2 separate regions of the Gossypium hirsutum genome follow, and region 1 is linked to region 2. A link is a contact called in public Hi-C data. All regions are on one chromosome and are shown on one strand. Each heading gives the region's core, a stretch centred on a gene start, on an enhancer-like site or on the middle of the called end of the contact. The rest is flanking DNA. Distances are from core to core; before and after follow the strand shown.

Region 1 (4,697 bases), core at 1,171-3,670, 560 kb before region 2:
GATTATAAACATATTCTATATCAATTTTTGTGCTCACACAATAAATTTCTTAGATTAGAACTAAAGAAGTTTTAAATTAGAAAAAAAATAGAATTGAATAATTTTTGTTATTATTATATAATTCTATATTTTATGAGGATTGAAACCATTTTAAACTATACTGATAAAAGTTATAAATAATTAATTGATAGATTGATTAATTTTACAAAAGAGGTTGAAAATTGACATTTAAAATTAAAAAGATAGATGGTGCCCCCAAATAATAATCTAAAAGTAATTAGGTAATTAGTTTATCATAATTTGATGTTATAATGCCACAAGTTTACTATGACAATCATCAAGACTAAGTTTTGTTAGTTACTTTCTGATTTTCATTTTATAGTACTTTACAACTATTTAAACATTCATTTTCTTTCTCACATAAATGTATATGTTTAATTAATGTGCTCAGTTTATAAGAAAATAATAATTTTATTAATAAAACTTGCATCTTTCTAAATGATTTAACAAATAATTTATGAAATTATAAATAAACTTATAATTAAATATAAAATATTTTGTTTGTGAGCACTAACCCTTTAATTATACAATATTAAAGAATATTAAATATATATATACTAAAAGATCAAACCTACAAATTTAACTTAAAAATTATATGTCGATTGAGTCTAAGCTCAATTGGTAGTGCGCTAAAACGCATTATCTTCACATTTATGAGGTGAGGGGCTATGAGTAGTTCCACATATTATGTTAAAAGAGGTATATATTATCAAAATCTATAATGAAATTTTTCAAAAAAAAATTATAAATTATAAATAACTTTTTAAAAAATAAAATCGTAATACTCCTTATATATATAATGTTTTCGAATAAAATTATTCACTTGTTGAGTTATAATGTATGCAAATAGTGAAAGTTTAGCCCAAAGATATTCTTTCAACTAAATTTAAATAAATAAAATTTTAAAATTAAAAACTATATCCAAATTTATCAATGTTTTTTTAAAATGAAAACTATTCAAATTGAGCCATCAAAATAGACAAATAATCTAACTTAATCATTTATATATATATATATTAAAAATATTAACTTTAACCACCTTTTCATATAAATAAATACATTCAAGCAACAACTTTAATTTCACTTTTACCCCCTAAACAAAAATCTCTAGGTTTGGGACTGTTATGAGGTATCAGTTTCTTTAACAACCTAAGACAGGTCTATTCGATATTTGCCTAGCTGAAAGTTTGTTTAGGTCTGGGCCTGTTAATTGGGCTTAGGGTTAATTGGGTTTAGTTTGGTTTTGGGCCGGACAAATTTTGGGCCTTACAGGAATATTTTCTTCTTAAAATACATTTAACCAGTGCTTATATAATTCTGTAATTTCACGAGTGATTCCTTTTGTTTCCTTCCTATTTCATGACCGCATGACAAAATTTGCTGGGATTCTAGAAATGCTGTAACTCTATGTAATATTATTGGTCATTGCAACAATCCTCAATCACTGCTTCAATGTGTTTTTTACCACCTTTTTCTCTACATGTACGTTGTGGAACAAAAGAAAAAGTTGAGTTCAACCCAATGTCCTTTTTAATGGCCAAAAAAGCACATATCGATGAGAATTCTATTTAGCATTTCGCATATAAACTGAACCAGAATATGCTCATTCAACAACAAGAGGATTAACATACAAAGAAAACATTACATGATAACAATGGCATACAAGAAAATGGAACGAGCTGGCCGCCGCTCTTATTTGTAAGTACTGATCTATCTATATAGCCATAGAAGTGGCTCAGTTCTTCGGATGGCTAGGTGATGGGAGCTTCTCCAATGGAGGGTGTCCTGGATAGTGACCAGAAGGTGGTTTTTTTGGATGTTCATAAACTGGTGGCTTGGGTTCTGGTTTCTCTTTCTTTGGAGGTTCGTGGATTGGTGGCTTTGGTGGTTTAGATTCATGCATCGGTGGCTTCTTTGGAGGTTCATGAACTGGTGGTTTAGGTTTATACGCTGGAGGCTTCTTTGAAGGTTCACGGACTGGTGGTTTCTTCGGAGGTTCATATATTGGTGGCTTGTGTTCTGGTTTCTCTTTCTTTGGAGGTTCGTGAACTGGTGGCTTTGGTGGTTTAGGTTCATGAATCGGTGGCTTCTTTGGAAGTTCATGGAGTGGTGGTTTAGGTTTATACATTGGAGGCTTCTTTGGAGGTTCATGGATTGATGGCGTAGGTTTATACGTTGGAGGCTTCTTTGGAAGTTCATGCACAGGAGGCTTGGGTGACTTCGGTTCTGGCTTCTTTGGTTGTTTGCCATAGTTGGGTGGCTCGTAGTTACCGAAGGAGGGAGTGGTGACAACCACAACTCCAAGGAACAATACTAGCAAGTATGTGAAAGCCATCACTGAATTCTTGTCTTTGGATGGTGCAATGGGATCCTTTTATAGTGGTAAATGAGTCTGGGTGTCAATATTTCACTTGTTTTTTCAGTTTTTGAAGTAGTCGGCTATAGTAAATTTTTTATTAATACATAAGTGTTGGTAGGGCCTTTTAGGTCCCACTTAGTTGAAATTTTTTTTACTATGGATACGAGGCTCAATTCATCATTAAACAATATATACAAGTGTGACTTTCCCAGCTTTATTTGCCTCTCCTCCTTAGAGGCTAGGTTTGCCCCTATTTCTAAGTAATTCATTTCCATAGGATAATTACAACCAAATTCGATTGATAACTATGAGATGTTAGTTATCTTTCCTTCTCAGTTTTTCAAAAATTCTTTTATTAATTTTATCTGTTCAGAAAAAGGATTGATAATTCCACCATTAATGTTGACTGTGCATTGTCATTTAATCACTCTAAAATTAAGAAAATTTATCCATTAGACACTTTAAATAATGATAGTTTTTAATTTAGTCACCCCCTAAAATAATATGTGAAAATGTACCATTAGTCTTGTAGTTATTGGAGTGATAAATTTGATAAATTTCTTTTCTGAAGTGATTAAAATAAAAATAACCACTATTTAGATAGTTTACCTTTTTCTTTTTCTTTTTTTGTACTTGCAATATCTAATAATTACATTATGATTAAATTAAATTTAAAGCTGAATCGGATCCCAATTTTAAATAGGAGTAAAGCTTTATTAATATTGATTTTTTTTATTTAAGAAATTTAAAACCCTAAATTTTAATTAAGCAAAATTCAAATTTTTTACCATTCTATTTTGTAAACGATGGTATCTTTCCTCAATTTTTAACTAGAAGACTATTATTTATTTATATTATTATTCTATGTTGTCTGAAATTAAAGAAAATATTGTAGATGCTGAATACATTGCTTGATTTACACTCAAAAACAGCCTTTCCGAACAAACATAAGGAGCTTAACTGAGGCATGAAACTATCTCAAACAATGCCTCAGTATAAAGTTGGAGATTTGATAATAACATATTATAAGGTGTTCATCCACTACCTTTATTTCAAAGAAATATGATCAAAGTTACTGTTTTAATGTTCTATAAAAAAGTCTAGGACTGTTACAAGAAGCATAATAAAAGTGTAGTGCATGACATAAAACTTTCTTTTTCACTGCAACTATTCTTACTAATTGAGAACTTACACACACAGGCATAGCAATCACCACTCACCTTCCTGCTTTTTTCCTTAGTTATTTATAAGTGAGATTAATTGTTGGTAATGGCCTATGATGAATACCCTTTTTTCTTTTCTTTCTCCCTTCCTATTTTTTTTTCAATTACCTAATTCTGTCTAGTTCTCATTTGAATCTAAAATGATTTTGTTTTAACTTTTATATTATGTTTGGTTACTACTACAATAATACGAAGAAAATGTTTACTTAATATGCACTTATTAAAGCAATTAGATATAAAATAGAGAATAATTAAAACAAGTTTAAACTTAAAATTAAAAATATGTGTAAAAGTTCTTGTAAAAAGTAAAATCTCTTTTAACATAGGTGAAAATTTCCTCCTCTTACTAAGAATAAATCATGAGAGTGATTTAATATTATCAATTGAATTTTTTTTATTGTTTACTCATATGTTAAAACATAAAAAATACCACTTGATAGCATTAAAAGTAATATTTTAACCTTGTTGTTGATTGTACCTTAGCTGATCATGTTCAAAAAAAAGCTTCTTATCAATGCCTTATCCTACTAGTAGTCAATTCACGTAGAATTATTTATAGATTTAAAGCCAGCATATTCCTGATTTAAGATAGATTTAGATGGGTGGTGCGTTTACCTGCAGTTAATATAAAAAAAAATGAGGATAGTAAAATTAGTTACTATAGCAATATTATAGTGTGAGACAAAAAGTAAGCTAAACAAACTACACTATACCGCACATCTAAACTAGCATTTAATTTTCTTTTCCCCTTTACATCTAATAGAAACATGCATATTCTTTGTTTTTATGTGAATAATGGCTAAAATGCTAAGAAAAAGAACACAACTATTCATGGTCAGGTTATTTGTTCAAGTTTAAAGGTTATTTTATTTAAAATTTAAAAGAGGTTGGATAATAATACTAGGTTCGAAAAATAGATTTGGACGAAGAATTAGGCTTTTTTAAAATTTCAGTGGGCATCAGGCTCGAATATTCAAAGCCCAAACCTGGCTCAACCCTACCCATGTTTTATGTTTATAATATATTTTATTATATTTTTATATATTATTGTTGAG
Region 2 (4,802 bases), core at 1,265-3,764:
ATCTAAATATATTTGATAAAAAGTTCGATGTTACTTTATAATGATTGATTATGATTACAATTACTGAAATATATAACTATAATTATAATTTTATTATAATTGTAATTTCTTAAAAAAATAGGGGTTAGTATTCAGTGCTAGTAGTGTATTTTCTTTTCATTTTATAAGCAATTTTAAAATATCAAGTGTCTTTTTAAAAAAAATATTTTTTTATATTTTACTATATTCATAATGTTCTTATTAATCGTTATCACTGTTTGTTAAATTTAAAAACTCCATTTAATTAATATAGTAGATATTTTTTAAAATATATATGCTGAATATTAGGCTTCACAATTCATGTTTTGTATCATGATAATGTATCCATGGAGTTTAAGATATTTTATAATTATAATTAAAAAATAATATATTTATATATTCATGTAATGGTGATAGTTGTATTAATTATTTTTGGAGTCAAATAATCTTCCCGCATCTGTACTAATACTTTAGTCCACCTAGGATGATTTGTTGACTGTGATGGATTTGAAGTTCACATTTGCGATTTCAAAAGCATAGGAAAGAGAGAAAGAAAGAGAAGTCTAAGTCAACAAAAGCGGCACTCCGACAGAAATGATTGGTGGGCCATATTCATTTATCCAAAATAATAATAACAAAAGTATATTTATTTTGCGGAGATTTTAAATTTTACAAATTAGTGGAGTTAGGACAAATATTATATTTATTTTGTTAAATTTTTTTTATTTTATTTATAATATATTCGTCACACTCTGAATTTGATCGTACCATCTAAAAAATTCTACAAGGGATGTATGCGATAATTTTTCAATATTAAATATATTTTTTATGTTTAGACTTTGAATTCTTATTTTTCCTTTTTTAACATTAATCTAGTTTTTATTATTTTTTTATAATATTTAAAATTACTCATAATCCCTCCTAAACTGTTAAATTGGAGGATGATAAACTTTAGTACACTCGAATCCATGTTCTCTTATGTTAACAACAATATCAATACCAATTTAGTTAAAACTCAACTGACATTTATATTTTCTTTTTAAATGTATTGTTCAATATATTTTATCAATGGAAAAAAATGAAATGTGTTGAATCTTTGCCTGACGATCGGATTGGTGATGGAGAGAACTTCAGCACTGATCGCAATACCAAAAAAAGTTCGGTTCAAGGATGAAAGTCTTGCCTCTTTGACTAATATGGTGGTTGACTCGTTCCGGTGAATGAAGTTTCATGGAAGGACAAACTCCTAGGAGGATCAGTTTCTAACTCTCTTGATGATGTCTCTAAAATTGATTTGGTGTTTAAAGATGGTGATATTCGTAGATCTAACCTTAATGGTATACCTTCCATCGATTTCTTGGATCGCATTAACAAAATCTTGATTAAAGGGATGGAACTCACTGTGGTGGTCAAGCTGCTAGGGCGCAATATAGGATATGGGCCTTTGCATAATCATATCTCTAGCCTCTGGAAGCCTACTCAACCCTTCCGACTTATGGATGTTGCCAACAGATATTACCTCATTCGGTTCCTAAGCAGAGCCGATTATGATGCGGCGCTTTCATAAGGCCCTTGGATTGTGTTTAGTCACTATCTCATGGTTCAACCGTGGACAGTGGATTTCAATCTGTCAAAACTACTCCTTTGCGGTGTGTTGGCTTGGATTCGCTTTTGGGTCTTCTGGGATTGCTATACCATAGGAAGATTTTAAAGGAAATAGGAAGTTTGATTGGAGGAGTGTTCAAAATCGACATTAAAACAGACAATCGAAAAAGGGGTCAATTCGCTAGAATGGCTATTTTTGTTGATTTAGAGAAACCATTTACATCCTAAGTGCTTGTCAATGGCCGTCTTTAACACGTGGAATTCGAAGCTCTACTCGAGGTATGTTTCTCCTGTGGAAAATATGGTCACCTTAAAAATTTGTCCTTCTTCTTTGGTAGATCGAAGCGGTCATGGTGGTGAAGTAGATCCAAGAAGTCCTTTGGTCGGCGTTTCAACTCTGGCGAAGATGGAGGATGATCGACCGACGGTGGGCGAAGCCTTTGGCCCATGGATGGTGGTCGAATGCAAATCTAGGAGAAAACAGAATGCAATTCAGGGGCAAAAAGAAAAAAATTCAGATGGTAATTTGGAAGGTTCCAGATTTGAAGCACTGGCTTCCACGACAACTGAATCATTAAGATCAGATTTAGAGGCACCTTCTAAGGACCTTGGAATGGCTAAATTTATCCAAGGGGATTTCCTTAAAAAGCTGAAGGGTAAAGATACTGAAAAAAATTTGAATCAGTGGTTGGAATTAATTTTGATGGTGGAATTTTAGGCTACGAAAATAACTCTGGGCTAGGTATAAATCTGGACACTTAAGGAATGTTAGCACGGGCCAGTGCTAGATTTAAATGCCCAGATTGCGTCGCGTGATGGTGACCTGGCGCCTGCTGGTTCTGGGCCTACTTCGGCCTTGGGCTTTCAGCTGCAGGGTCCTAGTTCGTTGGTTTGCCTTGGGCCTCAGCAGAACACAGGCCGAACACCTTTCACCTCCAGTCTGGGCTTAGAAGGTGCAGCGGGTCATAGGAATATTGAACCATCAGCCCCTATTTCTTTTTCTAATGACATTGCCACTTCTTTGCATGTCAATCCTACTTTTGAAAAGCATCCTGAGGCTAATGTGGGAATTATTTCCAATGCTCTTGACCCAAAAAAACATACTGCTGTTACTTTTTATGAGAAGCCAACTATTAAATCAATTTCTAAAATGCGTTCGAATTCTCATATTATTCTTAAAAGACATGGTATTGAAAATAGGAAAGGAAATGGTCATAACGGGAAAGCTTCGTTTAAATCTATTTGTGGACGTGGGGGAAAATTCAAACCTTCCAGTAGTTCACGGGTCTCTCTCCATAAGCTATGGGCTCTATGGCAGAGCTCATTACTGTGTAAACTAGAATTCCTACAAAGAAATCCGATGTCACTTCTGACATTGTCTGAGTTTTTGATCGCCATTACAAGGTCAGTCCTTTTTCTTTTTTATTCTTTTTATGAATTTTACTATTTTCTCTTGGAATTCTTAGGGATGTGCAAGTTATACCTGATTTGGTCAATCTTTTATACACTAGAGTCAGTAGGGAGAAAGCAGACTTAGTTATTGCCAAGCTCGATTTTCATAATTCTCATTGTGTGGAAGTAGTCGATTTTTCTGGGGGCATTTGGATTGGCTGGAAGGATACGGTTAATGTGGAGGTGCTCCAAAGTCACCTCCAATTTGTTTTAGCCAAAGTTACTGATAGCTCTCTTAGTTAGCCTTTTTTGTCTCCTTTGTGTATGACAGCCCCAAGAGTTAGAAAAGGAGGCATTTATGGGAGGTTTTGCATAATACTATTCCAGTGGACAGGCCCCTGTAGGTGGCAATTTGTGACTTTAATGCCATTCTTTCCTCTAGCGAGAAAAAAGAGGGCGTGCTTTAGGGAAAAGATGCCCTTTCTTTGGTAATTTTATGGATTTTGCCCATCTCCAAATTTTGGTTTTCAAGGGTCGTAGTTCACTTGGCAAAGAGAGGGGATTGTTGAACACTTAGACAGAGCTATTTGTAATATTTCTTGGTTCTCGAATTTCCCGAATTCTATGGTGACACATTTACCTCGGCTTAAATCTGATCACAAGCCTCTAAAATTGTCTCTTTCGCTTGAGGTTCATACTTCAAAAGGGCTGCCGTTCAGATTTTTAGCCGGTTGGACTGAACATCCTTCCCTTTTTTGATTTTGTTAAAGAGAATTGGGGGATGTCTGAGAGCATGTCATCCTTGCATTCAAAGTTCACTGATCATGTCAAGATTTGGAACAAAGAGGTTTACGATCATATTTTTACTCGTAAAAAGCTCTTGTCCTATAAGTTGGAACATATTGAGATTGAACGTGATAGATCGAACTAAGAGTTTCTTGAGTAAGTTGAGATGGAAGTGAGAGAGGAATTGGAGAATATGCTCCATCATGAAGAAATTATTTGGCGACAAAAGGCGCGCTGTGATTGGTTGGTTTTGGGAGACCGAAACACTAAATTCTTCCACTCTCGCAAGTTGAGAAGACACAAACAAAATAGAATTACTGCCTTCGAGAATAGCTTGGGTGAGTGGATTATGGATGATGACCTTTTAAAGCTTGAAGCAGTTACTTTCTACCCTAATCTGTATGGTGTGCATCTAGGGCCTTAGAGGGATTTCCCTTCTATTGCTTTCTCATGTCTTATAGAAAATAACCTTAATATTCTCAATAGATGTGACAGATGAGGAAATTACATTAGCTCTTTTTTATATGGCACCCTTGAAGGCTCTAGGAAGTGACAGTTTTCATGCCTTGTTTTAAAAAAGGTAGTGGTGTAATAGCCCGATTTAGACCCTAATCAGAACAGTGGTTTCAGGACCACGAATCCAAGTCAGAAAAATATTTTTAAATTATTTTCTGTGTTTATTTTGTGTGAATTTATATCTGTGAAATTTTTGTAATTTAATTTCGTCGTTTAGTTGTCCAATTTAATAAAAGGACTTAATTGCATAAATAGAAAATTTGGTAGTTTAATTTGTAAAAGACTAATTTGTTATTGGGTTTATAAGTGAAGGATTTCAAATGGTAAATAACCCCTTTGTTTTAATATGGACGGCATTAGGCTTACAAAATATGGTTTTAATATAAGGTCATTAAGGGTAAATTAGGAAACTAATAATAAAAGTTAATATATATCATAAAATATAGCATAAAAACTATAGTGCTCATACTTTCTTTCCACCATAG

Evidence for each region. Hi-C and Micro-C count contacts between places; a contact is called where the count stands out from the background.
Region 1: a contact with region 2 is called in a Hi-C map of leaf, with 2.7 times the contacts expected there. The contact joins the promoter of LOC107897064 here to the enhancer-like site in region 2. A contact is called at or near these places in 4 of 34 Hi-C or Micro-C datasets (hypocotyl, leaf and petal).

The regions. Positions count from the first base shown.
Region 1 is chrA10:33,860,844-33,865,540 of Gossypium_hirsutum_v2.1, reverse strand. It overlaps LOC107897064 (repetitive proline-rich cell wall protein 2), which reads right to left and starts at 2,420. Exons shown (of 1, transcript XM_016822404.2): 1 at 1,617-2,420. The coding sequence starts at 2,395. The coding sequence ends at 1,796.
Region 2 is chrA10:33,298,788-33,303,589 of Gossypium_hirsutum_v2.1, reverse strand. No RefSeq gene overlaps it. Among protein-coding and RNA genes, the nearest start is that of LOC107897941, 22 kb to the left of the region's middle. Within about 2 kb of position 2,514, at least 9 of the 9 cell types and tissues checked have an H3K27ac peak or open chromatin away from gene starts, as enhancers often do. A contact at or near this core is called in hypocotyl and leaf, where this site is marked.